2 separate regions of the Ovis aries genome follow, and region 2 is linked to region 1. A link is a contact called in public Hi-C data. All regions are on one chromosome and are shown on one strand. Each heading gives the region's core, a stretch centred on a gene start, on an enhancer-like site or on the middle of the called end of the contact. The rest is flanking DNA. Distances are from core to core; before and after follow the strand shown.

What was found. Hi-C and Micro-C count contacts between places; a contact is called where the count stands out from the background.
Region 2: a contact with region 1 is called in a Hi-C map of liver, with 2.4 times the contacts expected there. The contact joins two enhancer-like sites. A contact is called at or near these places in 7 of 16 Hi-C or Micro-C datasets (blood, hypothalamus, liver and 2 more).

Annotation. Positions count from the first base shown.
Region 1 is chr14:11,073,536-11,078,265 of ARS-UI_Ramb_v3.0, reverse strand. All of the region lies in intron 2 of GSE1 (Gse1 coiled-coil protein), which reads right to left. LOC132657667 reads right to left here. Exons shown (of 3, transcript XM_060397888.1): 2 at 4,721-4,730; 3 at 3,915-4,419. Among named protein-coding and RNA genes, the nearest start is that of GINS2, 150 kb to the left of the region's middle. Within about 2 kb of position 2,780, at least 13 of the 54 cell types and tissues checked have an H3K27ac peak or open chromatin away from gene starts, as enhancers often do. A contact at or near this core is called in liver, where this site is marked.
Region 2 is chr14:11,143,816-11,148,545 of ARS-UI_Ramb_v3.0, reverse strand. The region is part of intron 2 of GSE1 (Gse1 coiled-coil protein); the gene reads right to left. Among named protein-coding and RNA genes, the nearest start is that of GINS2, 84 kb to the left of the region's middle. Within about 2 kb of position 2,800, at least 15 of the 54 cell types and tissues checked have an H3K27ac peak or open chromatin away from gene starts, as enhancers often do. A contact at or near this core is called in liver, where this site is marked.

The sequences.
Region 1 (4,730 bases), core at 1,531-4,030:
TGACCACTGGGAAATTCCACCCCAAGAAGAAGTGGGCTCAAGCCTGGACTCTGCTCCAGAGTGCCTGCAAGACTGGGGCGGGGCCGTGCCTTCGCTTCACCTCTGTTCCAGCCACACGGGCCAGCCTGGACTCTTCCTGCCTCGGGGCCTTCGCACTGGCTGTGCTGGCTGCCTGGAACTCTCCTCCCCCAGCCAGACACATAGCCTCCCTGCCCCCGTCAAGTGTCACCTTCTCAGGAAGGCCCATCCTGGCTGCACGCCGCCCTCCCCGGTCGCTCCGTGCTCTCACTCGACTGCGGGGTTTCTGCGGCGCTTCACCCCTTGACTCACACCTGACATTTCTGGCATCTTGTTCCGTCTTTTTTTATGGGACTCAGATCTAGCATCCCCACCACCACTTCAGCGGTGCCTGGTGTGGTGGCTGGTGCTTGGGACTCAGTTCTGAATAAGTGAATGAATGAACAATGCCCAGGTTGGATACAAAGCAACCCAGGGCGCTGCCTCAGAAGGAGGGCTGGGCTGGAGACTAGGCAGGGAATGTACTGTGGAGGCTTCCGGGCAGAGGGGGAGTGTCCCTCCCCAAGTGAGCTGGAGTCAGAAGGCGTCCCTGGCCTCTGCCCTCCCCCAGGTCTGCAGCCCCAGGCAGCAGAGGAGACCACAGGCCAATGTGGCCGGTGTCTCCTCGTTTAGCTTTTGAATTTTTAAAGATCGACTTGGCGCCAAGAATCACTGAGCTCCTAGGAGCGAGCCGCGTGCCTCTGTCTGACCCTCTCCTGCCCTTCACTCCTCTCGGCCGGTGCCTGTGAAAATCGCAATCGAGATCGCTGTTCTTCACAATGGCCAGGCCTCGACGATCCGTCGTCATGGGGACAGTGGGAGCAGGGACCACCGCAGCACACAGAGAGCCCGCGGCCCCATCTCAGGCCCCGGCTCCTTTGCCCAGCAAACACCACCCGCAGCTGCTGCGGGGCCCCCCGAAGGGCAGGTTGGAGTTTCCTCCCTTCTTTGTCCCCCACTGCACCCCGGCTTTAAGGGGTCTTCCCAGGACAGGTGACGGGCAGAGGCCTCTTCTCGCCCCACTTGCTGGGATGGGCCCTGCGGATGGCATCGGGGGCACACTGGCTGCTTCGGACCCTGTGGTCTCCCGCTTCTCCAAACTTCGAGAGTGCGTGCCCCAGGCACAGTGTAGTCCTCACCTCACCACCCCCACCGCAACAGGTCTGGGAGTTTCTGGAGCCTTCCCGATCGAGTCTGACCAGCGGCTGCGTCTGTCACGCCTGCTTTTCCATGGAGGCCCCAGAGCCCCCAACCTGTCCCCCAGCCCCTGCTTGGTTGGGTTGGATCGTGTCTCGAATGCAGAAACAGGTGAAAGATACCCATTCCGGGCAAGGGAGCGTCCTGGGGCAATGGTGGGAGTCCAGGGGCCCAGTGGCCCGGGTCGGCACCCACCTGTCACTCATGGCCCCTGACTTCTCTCCACGTCCGGCTCCTCGCACCACTGAATACGGATACAAGCGTAGAACACCCCAGCCCCCACCCCATGCACCCTGTTATCTCCGAGATGTGATTAATGTCCCCACCCAAGGTTGGGCAGGGACCGCCAGAGCATATGTGCTTGCCAAGTGGCAGACACTGTGGGAATGGAGGAGGCTTCAGGAAGGGCCCTCGCCTCTTCCCACCCTTGGAGCCAGCTTCACCGTAAGTTCACTGAACGGGTTCTGCTTCCCCTTTCCGAAGGAGTCTTCATCTCAGCCTGAGCATCGGCATACTTCCCTAAAGGAGACAAGCCCGCGGGGCCCTGCGGAGAACTCGGAGCGTCCTGGCCTTTGGCCAAACCCACAGAAGCTTGGCCGGTGACCTGGCCAGTTCTCCTAATCCCCAGGCAGTTGCCAGCCTCCCTGTTTGGGACGCTTCCCCTTACATGTCCCCTCCACTTTCCCCCCTGTGTCCCCTTCTCGGGGCCCTCAAGGCCTGCGTGCTCGTGGCCGTCTCCAGACACCTCTGTCCTGAGCCCCCAGCCTCCGCCACCTCCAGCATCTCTGAGTCCCTAGGTCGGGTAGACAGCACACAAGCACCGAAGGCCTGCCTGGTATACAGCAGGTGCCCCATGAGTGCAGGTCAGGAGGCAGAGGCAGAGGCCCTGGAGGCCCACCACCTGAAGGAACCTGGGAAACTGGTCCTCCTGGCCCTGTCCTCACGCATGAGCTTCCAGCGATGTCGAGGGAGGGGTGAAATAGTGGATCCCCAGGGGCGCTGGGCTAGGGGCTGCTTTGTTTTGGCTTCTTGGTCCCTGGGTTTGGGGCTGGGGTCTTGACCGCATGCAGCTCCAGATGAGCAGGGGGTCCCACCCACTTCTGCTTTCACTGGGTGTCACCACAAACCACCCAGCCGGCCTTCCTCTTATCAGCAGCTGTCACGCCCAGAGGCTGCGGTGGCTTTGTTTTTTTGTCCCTCCCTCCAGGGAGCCCTGATAAGGAGGCCAGCCTTTACCCTCTGCTGCTACCCTTGGTGGCCTGGAAAAGCCTCCCCGTAAGGGAGGGACGGCCCAGGGTTTCTGGTGGTAACCCCAGTGACTCCACCCCTCATCCCCAGGAGGGCGGGAGGAAGCTGGGAGGGTCAAGCTCCCCGTTCGGGAGAAGCCCACCTCCCAGGACACCTGGCAGTGGCTCCAGGAGGCCAAGATGGCAGCCTGTAAGGGGTGCGCCGGGCGGAGAGCCAGGCCTGACAGCTGGTGGGCCTCCGCGAGGAAGCCTGTTTGCAGGACTAGCTCGCTGGCTGGTTTATAATCTTGGCACCGTCGAGCAGGAAGTGAGGAGCCAGCCAGCAGCTCAGAGGGCAAGCCTTGCTTGCGACTCCCCCCCACCCACTGCATCTCAAGGCAGTCTCTTTTCCTTGTCTCCTTGCCCAGAGCCCCTCGGGGCAGGGGCCAGGTCTCAGTTACAGTTGCACCCTGCACCAGAGAGAAGCCTGATCTAGGGTGCTGCTCTGGGCGCTGTGGCCTGCTTGCAGAAGCCCGAGGCCTGTCCCGCCAGCCGGCAGGGAGCTGGCGCTGTGCCACCCACACTTGCTCCCCAGGCCCTCACTCCCCATGCAGAACAGCCCCCCGGGGTGTCTGTCCAACGGCAGGAGGGCAGATGGACAACCGTGCTGACTTGCACAAAGGAACATGGCTCAGCAACCTGACGAGCGTCACAGACAATGCAGGGTGGAGGCAGCCAGGCTGTAGAACAGCCTGGGTACACACAGCGCCACTTACATGGCGCTTCCCTGAGGATGTGTAAGAAGGACAGAGGGCACGGGTGAGCGGACGCGGACACTCCTGTGTGCACAGCACTGTTCATCATGGCCCGAACGTGGGTGCAACTCAAGGGCCACCAAGAGCTGAACACATAAACAAACGTGACCCACACCCACACACAGGAATGTCATCCCTTAAAAAGGATCCAAGCACTGACAGCTGCGACAACAGGGATGGACCCTGACATTGTGCTAAGGGAGAGAAGCCCGGCCCAGAAGGACGGATCCTGCACGAGTCCACTGACGGGGGGCCCTGCAGGAGCCGCAGTCATACACACAGAAGGCAGAAGGGCTGGGGTGGGGGGTCAGGGGACTAACGCGGACAGTGGCAGTTTCGGAAGATGGACCGTGGTGATGAGCATGTGACACGGACATGTACTTCATGCCGCAGATCTGAATAGTTGAAAATGGGTGAGACGCTAAAGCTTATGTTTTGTGTATTTTACCACAACTTGAAAAGAAGGAGAAAGTCTAACCTCCAGTAATAGAACCCAGAGCAGGGGCTGGGCAGGTGCACCTGGGAAGGAACTTTCTGGAGTGACAGCAATTTCTACACCTGGTTGGAGATGCTGGTTACACAGATGTGCACAGATGTGTCAACAGCAAAGGAACAGAACTCTTTAAATGGCTGCATTTTATTAAACACAAACTATACCTCAATAGGGCTTCCCTACTGGGGGTTCAATCCCTGGGTCGGGCAGATCTCGTGGAGGAGGGCATGGCAACCCACTCTAGTATCCTTGCCTGGAGAATCCCCACATACAGACGAGCCTGGCAGGCTATAGTCCATGGGGTCACAGAGTCGCGATTAAACACAAGATATCTCAATAAGCTAGGATCAAGGTTGCGGGAAGAAATATCCCGCTCAGACATGTAGATGACACCATCCATATGGCAAAAGTGAAGAGGAAATTAAAGAGCCTCTTGATGAAGGTGAAAGAGGAGAGTGAAAAAGCTGGCTTAAAACTCAACATTCAAAACATGAAGATCGTGGCATCCAGTCCCATCAATTCATGGCAAATAGACGGGGAAACAGTGGTCAGAGTGACAGTCTTTATTTTCTTGGGCTCCAAAATCACTGTAGATGGTGACCGTAGCCATGAAATCAAAAGGTGCTTGCTCCTTGGGAGAAAAAGCAATGACAAACCCAGACAGTGTATTAAAAAACAGAGACATTACTTTGCCTATAAAGGTTGGTACAGTCAAAGCTATGGTTTTTCCAATAGTCAGTCACGTACGGATATGAGACAATAAAAAAGGTTGAGCGCCAAAGAATTGATGACTTAGAACTGTTCCTGGGTTGGGAAGATCCCCTGGAGAAGGGAAGGCTACCGACTCTAGTGTTCTGGCCTAGAGAATTCCATGGACTGTATAGTCCATGGGGTGGCAAAGAGTCAGACATGACCGAGAGACTTTCACTCACTCAGAACTGC
Region 2 (4,730 bases), core at 1,551-4,050, 70 kb before region 1:
CAGAGCGGCGCTGTGCAGACTCTGCTTCGGCTCCTCAGGCCAGAAACCGGAGGTGCTGAACCCACAGGCGGGCAGCTTCTTCTGCTCAGAAACCCCAAGGCTCCTGGGCTCTGCCGGCCCTAACCTTCCCCCAGAGACAGGGAAGTTAATGAAGGCCAGAGGTCTGCCTGCGCCTGCGGGCATGGCTGAATAAAGGCCATCGGCGCTTCCAAAGAGGCCTGCAGCTTGCTGCGGGCTCCTGCAGGCCCCCACTTACCAGGCCACCAATTCCCAGCCCCTGGTGGACAGGAGCCATGACCCGGGGAACTCTCAGCAAACCCAGACAGAGGGCTCGGTAAACCCTGCTCAACCCTGACAAGCCAGGATTTGGGAAGCTCTCCCCAGCAGGTCAGGGCCTGCGCCGTCCGGGGCAGCCTGCTGCCCCGGCCCCGCAGATGGGGGCGGGCCTCCCAGCCTCCCTTCCCAGGGCCGGGGCTGACCTCGGTCACCCGCTCACCAGCTCCAGATTTCCACCACCCCCGAGGCTCGCAGAAAAGGAGAATCAAGAGTGCCAGAGGCCTGGCTGGCTCCCGCGGCCCTCTTCCCTCCTCTCTGCATGCAGTGAGACAAAGTGAAAGAGGCCAGCCGGGCACCCCCTTTCACAGCGGGGGGCAGGACTCTACCGATAAGGGCCCGCTGGAAGTATCCCTGTAGCTGTTATCACAGAGCCAGGCCTGCCGAGCCGGGGGCGGGCGGGGCAGCGGCTCCCCGCCCTGCCGGATGACACACGGCAGCCCAGCGGAGCCAGAGCCCCAGCCCCTCACCTGTGGCGTGGCCCGGCTGAGTCAGGCGGCAGGTTCTGCCATACCCGCGGGTGGAGGCGCCCATAAACACCGACTGAGCAACGCTGACGTGCCCCGAACAGAAGTAACACCCAGGGAGGCTCAGAGGCAGGCAGCCAGTTCACCTGGGGTTCCCCCCCACCCAACTTTCCACTAGGGGGGAAGGGGGCACAATCCCGGGGGCTTGAAGGCTCAGCCGGCCTACCCTCCGGGGGACATTTCAAGCGCCCCACCGGAGATCTTCTGCCCTCCCATCCCATTCCGTCCCACCCCCACCCCCCAGCCTGGAAATCGGCTTAGGCAAGGAGGCTCCCACCCAGGATCCGCGGGGCCCTTTGTTCCAGCCTTTCACAAAAGCAGCCCTTTTTTGTTTCATCTGGTGGTCCCGCTTTTTGTTTCCAAACCACAGCCTGTGTGGGCCCCAGATAAGGCACTGCAGGGGTTAACAAGGATTTAATGTATTTTAGACGCGCTTCCCAGACAAAGGCTAGTTTACAAAACAAGAGCCAAATCGACTCAACTCGGCCAGTATCCACCAACCAGCCGGCGGGCAGGTGCTTCCCCCGCCGCACACACAGCCCTCCAAACTTCAGAGTCAGCGCTCCGGCAGGGGACCCCGGTTCATCACGTGGGGGGTGTCGCGGCAACACTTCACCCAATCCGGACGACCCCTTCCCCCCACGACCCCGCACCTCCATCTCCTCTGCGCACTTCTCAGGGGTCCCATTAATCCTCCACCCCAAACTCGGGAGGGGGAGTGGGAAGGGGGGAGGCGGGAGGACGAGCCCGACTCCGCTCCGCCTCCACGGAGGGAATTTAATTAGCCTGCTGGAGAGGCGGGCGGGCGGCCGACGAGGTGTCTCTGCTGCTGCAATATAATTGAATCGGCTCCACTCGGTCGGGCCACTCGCCGCCCATCAGCGCGGCCGCCGGGCTGGGGGCGGGGAGGCGCATCCAGGCGGAGCAGGAAGGGCCGAGGAGGGGGGGCAAGGGCAGCGCGGGTGGGGGGCGGCGGATGCAATCACCTCCCACCTCGGAGGCCGGGGCAGCCATCTTCAGCGGGGGGAGGGGCAGGGGACCCGCTCCTACGGGGCGGGGGGGAGCAGAGAGGCGGGGGAGAAGCCGTGGAGCCCGGGGCGCGCCCTTGGGAAGCAAGGCGTGGGGGTCGGAGACCTGAAGGCTGCAGTCCCGCCCTCCCGGCGGTCTCCCTAGCTCGGAGGGAAGGGGGAGGGGAGCGAGACAAAAAACCCAACCTCGCGGCCCCAGCGGGCGATCCCCCCGCCCACCGCAGCCGCCGCCAGCACCTGCCGCGGGGGCGCAGCGCCGCCCCCCTCGCTCCCTCCCCCGCCGCCGCAAAGTTTTCACTCCGGCTCCGGAGCGTAGACAGCTCACCGAGAGCCCCCCAGCTCCCTTGCTCCCCACCCGCCGCACGCTCGTAAAGCACCCCTCGCCTAACACAGCCACCGAGCCCGAGCCCCGGGGCGGCCCGAGCCCCCGCCTGGAGGCCGGACGGCCAGGCTGCGACCCGCCGCGGGGCGCGGGGCCTTGGGTCCCTACTCCGCCCGCCCGGCTCTTATCGCCGTACACACTCCGGGGGAAGTTGCCCCGGAGCCGTTGGCGGCCGCCCCCGCGAAACCCACGAACTTGGAGGAGAGGGGGGCGCGAGCGGAGACCGCCCCCCGCCCGGCTAGAAGCGCTCACCTTTCATGCCAGGGCCCCGCCGCTCCGCCTCGGCTGACACATGCTGGAGCCACCGTCGCCCAGTGTTTGTCTAAACTGCTTATCTCACCCGGGGCTGCTCGGCGGCGGCGGCGGCGGCGGCGGCGGCGGCGGCTCTGGCCCGCTGGGGAGGTGGAGCTTCCGGGGCCCCGGCCAAGAAACACCTGCTGCTGTCGCCGCCGCCGAGGACACACCCAAACGCAACGCCGCCCACTCTCGGGCCACTGGCTCGCTCCCGGCTCCCTGACCTCAGCCAGCGGGAGGTGTCGGGTTTCAGCCGCAAACACACGCGCTCGCGCGCGCGCGCACCGACCGGCGCCCGGGTACACCCGCGCGGGCACACGCCCCTCCCCAGACAGGCCGGCCAGGTGAGCCGAGGACACCAGCAGGTAGGGGAAGTGCCACCCTCAGGCTCCCGGGGACCCCGGGCTTCACTGCTCAGGGGTCCCACGTACACTGGGGTCTGAGACCAGCCACTGGATTCCAAAAGCAGGGAGCGGTCACTTTCAACACGCCCACCAGGCAAGCAGCGCCCCTGCGCCTCTCCCTACCGCTTTCCGGGTGCCGAGAGCAGCGTGTGCCACAAACCAGCAGACCCCCCGAGGAGTGAGCGGACAAACTCACGTGTGCTGGAGGCCTCCTGGAGTAAAACTTTTCCAGAGCCGGTGTCTGCTGGGGGGGAGGAGTGGAGCGGGAGGGGGCATGCAAAGTAGGCTGTGTGCCTCTCTCCTCCCTAGCCCCTCTTAACTCCCAATTTGAAAGAGCTGAATGTTAAGGACTCGGGCCTACGCACCTTCCCCCCAAATTCCAGGAGCTCCGCCTTCTCGTTCTAAGTAACTTTGGGGAAGGCCACAGTGCGGGGGGCAGCGGAGTAGTTCTTTTAAAGAACTCACGTCGCAGCGGCTGGAGAGTCCACGGAGGCGCCGCTCCGCCAGGGGGGTCATTAAGTAGCTGGGGTTGCGGTCAGAGGCGAGGCCGCCCGCCTCCAGAAACTGGCACGACCCACTGGGCCTCCGGCCCCAGAACAGCGCCTCCCCATTCCTGGCACCCCACCACCACCGCCACCACCACCTCACCCAGGCACTTGACAGACTGGAATGACTCAGGGAGCGTCCTGAAATTCCTGGGCACCCACAGGCGGCACGGCCAGAGCGGAGGGCCCCGGCCTCCCCACCCCCACCGGCGGCGGGCGCAGAGGACCAGCCTGGCGCCCCCCACCAGCCCTCCCCAGCCCCGCGTCTCCGGGAAGCGCCGGGTCAATGGCGGCCCGCCTCGCCCGACGCCCCTTGGCCCTGGCGCGCCCCGCGCTCTGACCCCGCGCGTCCCAAGCTCCCAGGGTTGCTCGGATGCACCGGGGTCTCTGCCTGTACATCCTCTTTTTGAAAATCCTCTCCATCTACAGCCTCCCTACTTTGCAGCCCCGGAGGCAAACCAGTACCCACCCCTCAGCACCCCGCCGTAGCGCCGCGCTGCGGGTTTCAACTTTCGGCCGCCGGTGCCAGCCCGCGCTTCTGCCAGCCCCAAACCTGCCCCGGGACATGCCCGCGCCGCGCTTGGCAGGCGCGCACGCAGCCGTCCCCGCGGCCCAGCCTCCCCCGCCTCCCTTCCTCCCTCTCCCGCCCTCCCTTCCCTCCCCGCGCCAGTCCGGATTGCGGCGGGAGGGAGCGCTGGGCGCCTGCCACCCCCCATCCATCTGTTCCCGATGACGCTGGCGGGCCTGGAGCAGTCGGAGCCCGCGCCAGCGGGGAGCAGGACTCGCCTGGGTGCCCGCCCGCCCGAGGGGCGAAGGGCAGGGCGCGGACAGTCGCCCCCGAGCCACCCACTCCCCTGCTCCGCCTTCCGCAGAGCGCACGCGGGTCGGCCCCTCGCCTTGCACAAGGCTCCTGGCCGACCACAAACGAAAAGGGAAACGGACCTGCGAGGCCGAGCCGGGGGCCGTTACTGGCTCCTACCTGTGGGGGCCCGCCGGCCGGCCCTGGCACCTCGTGGGAGGGGCGCTTCCCCTTCACCCTCCACCGCCTGGCTTCGGGCCGCGCCTCCCCCGTGTGGCCCTAGGCCTCCGCCGGACGCTTTCGTTTACGCACCACACGGTGTCTCCGCGGCGCGGCCTCCGGGAACTCACACTCAGCAGGGGACAGCAGACTCACCGCGGCCAGGGCGCGGAGGACGCGGTGCTTCCATCGCCGCCGG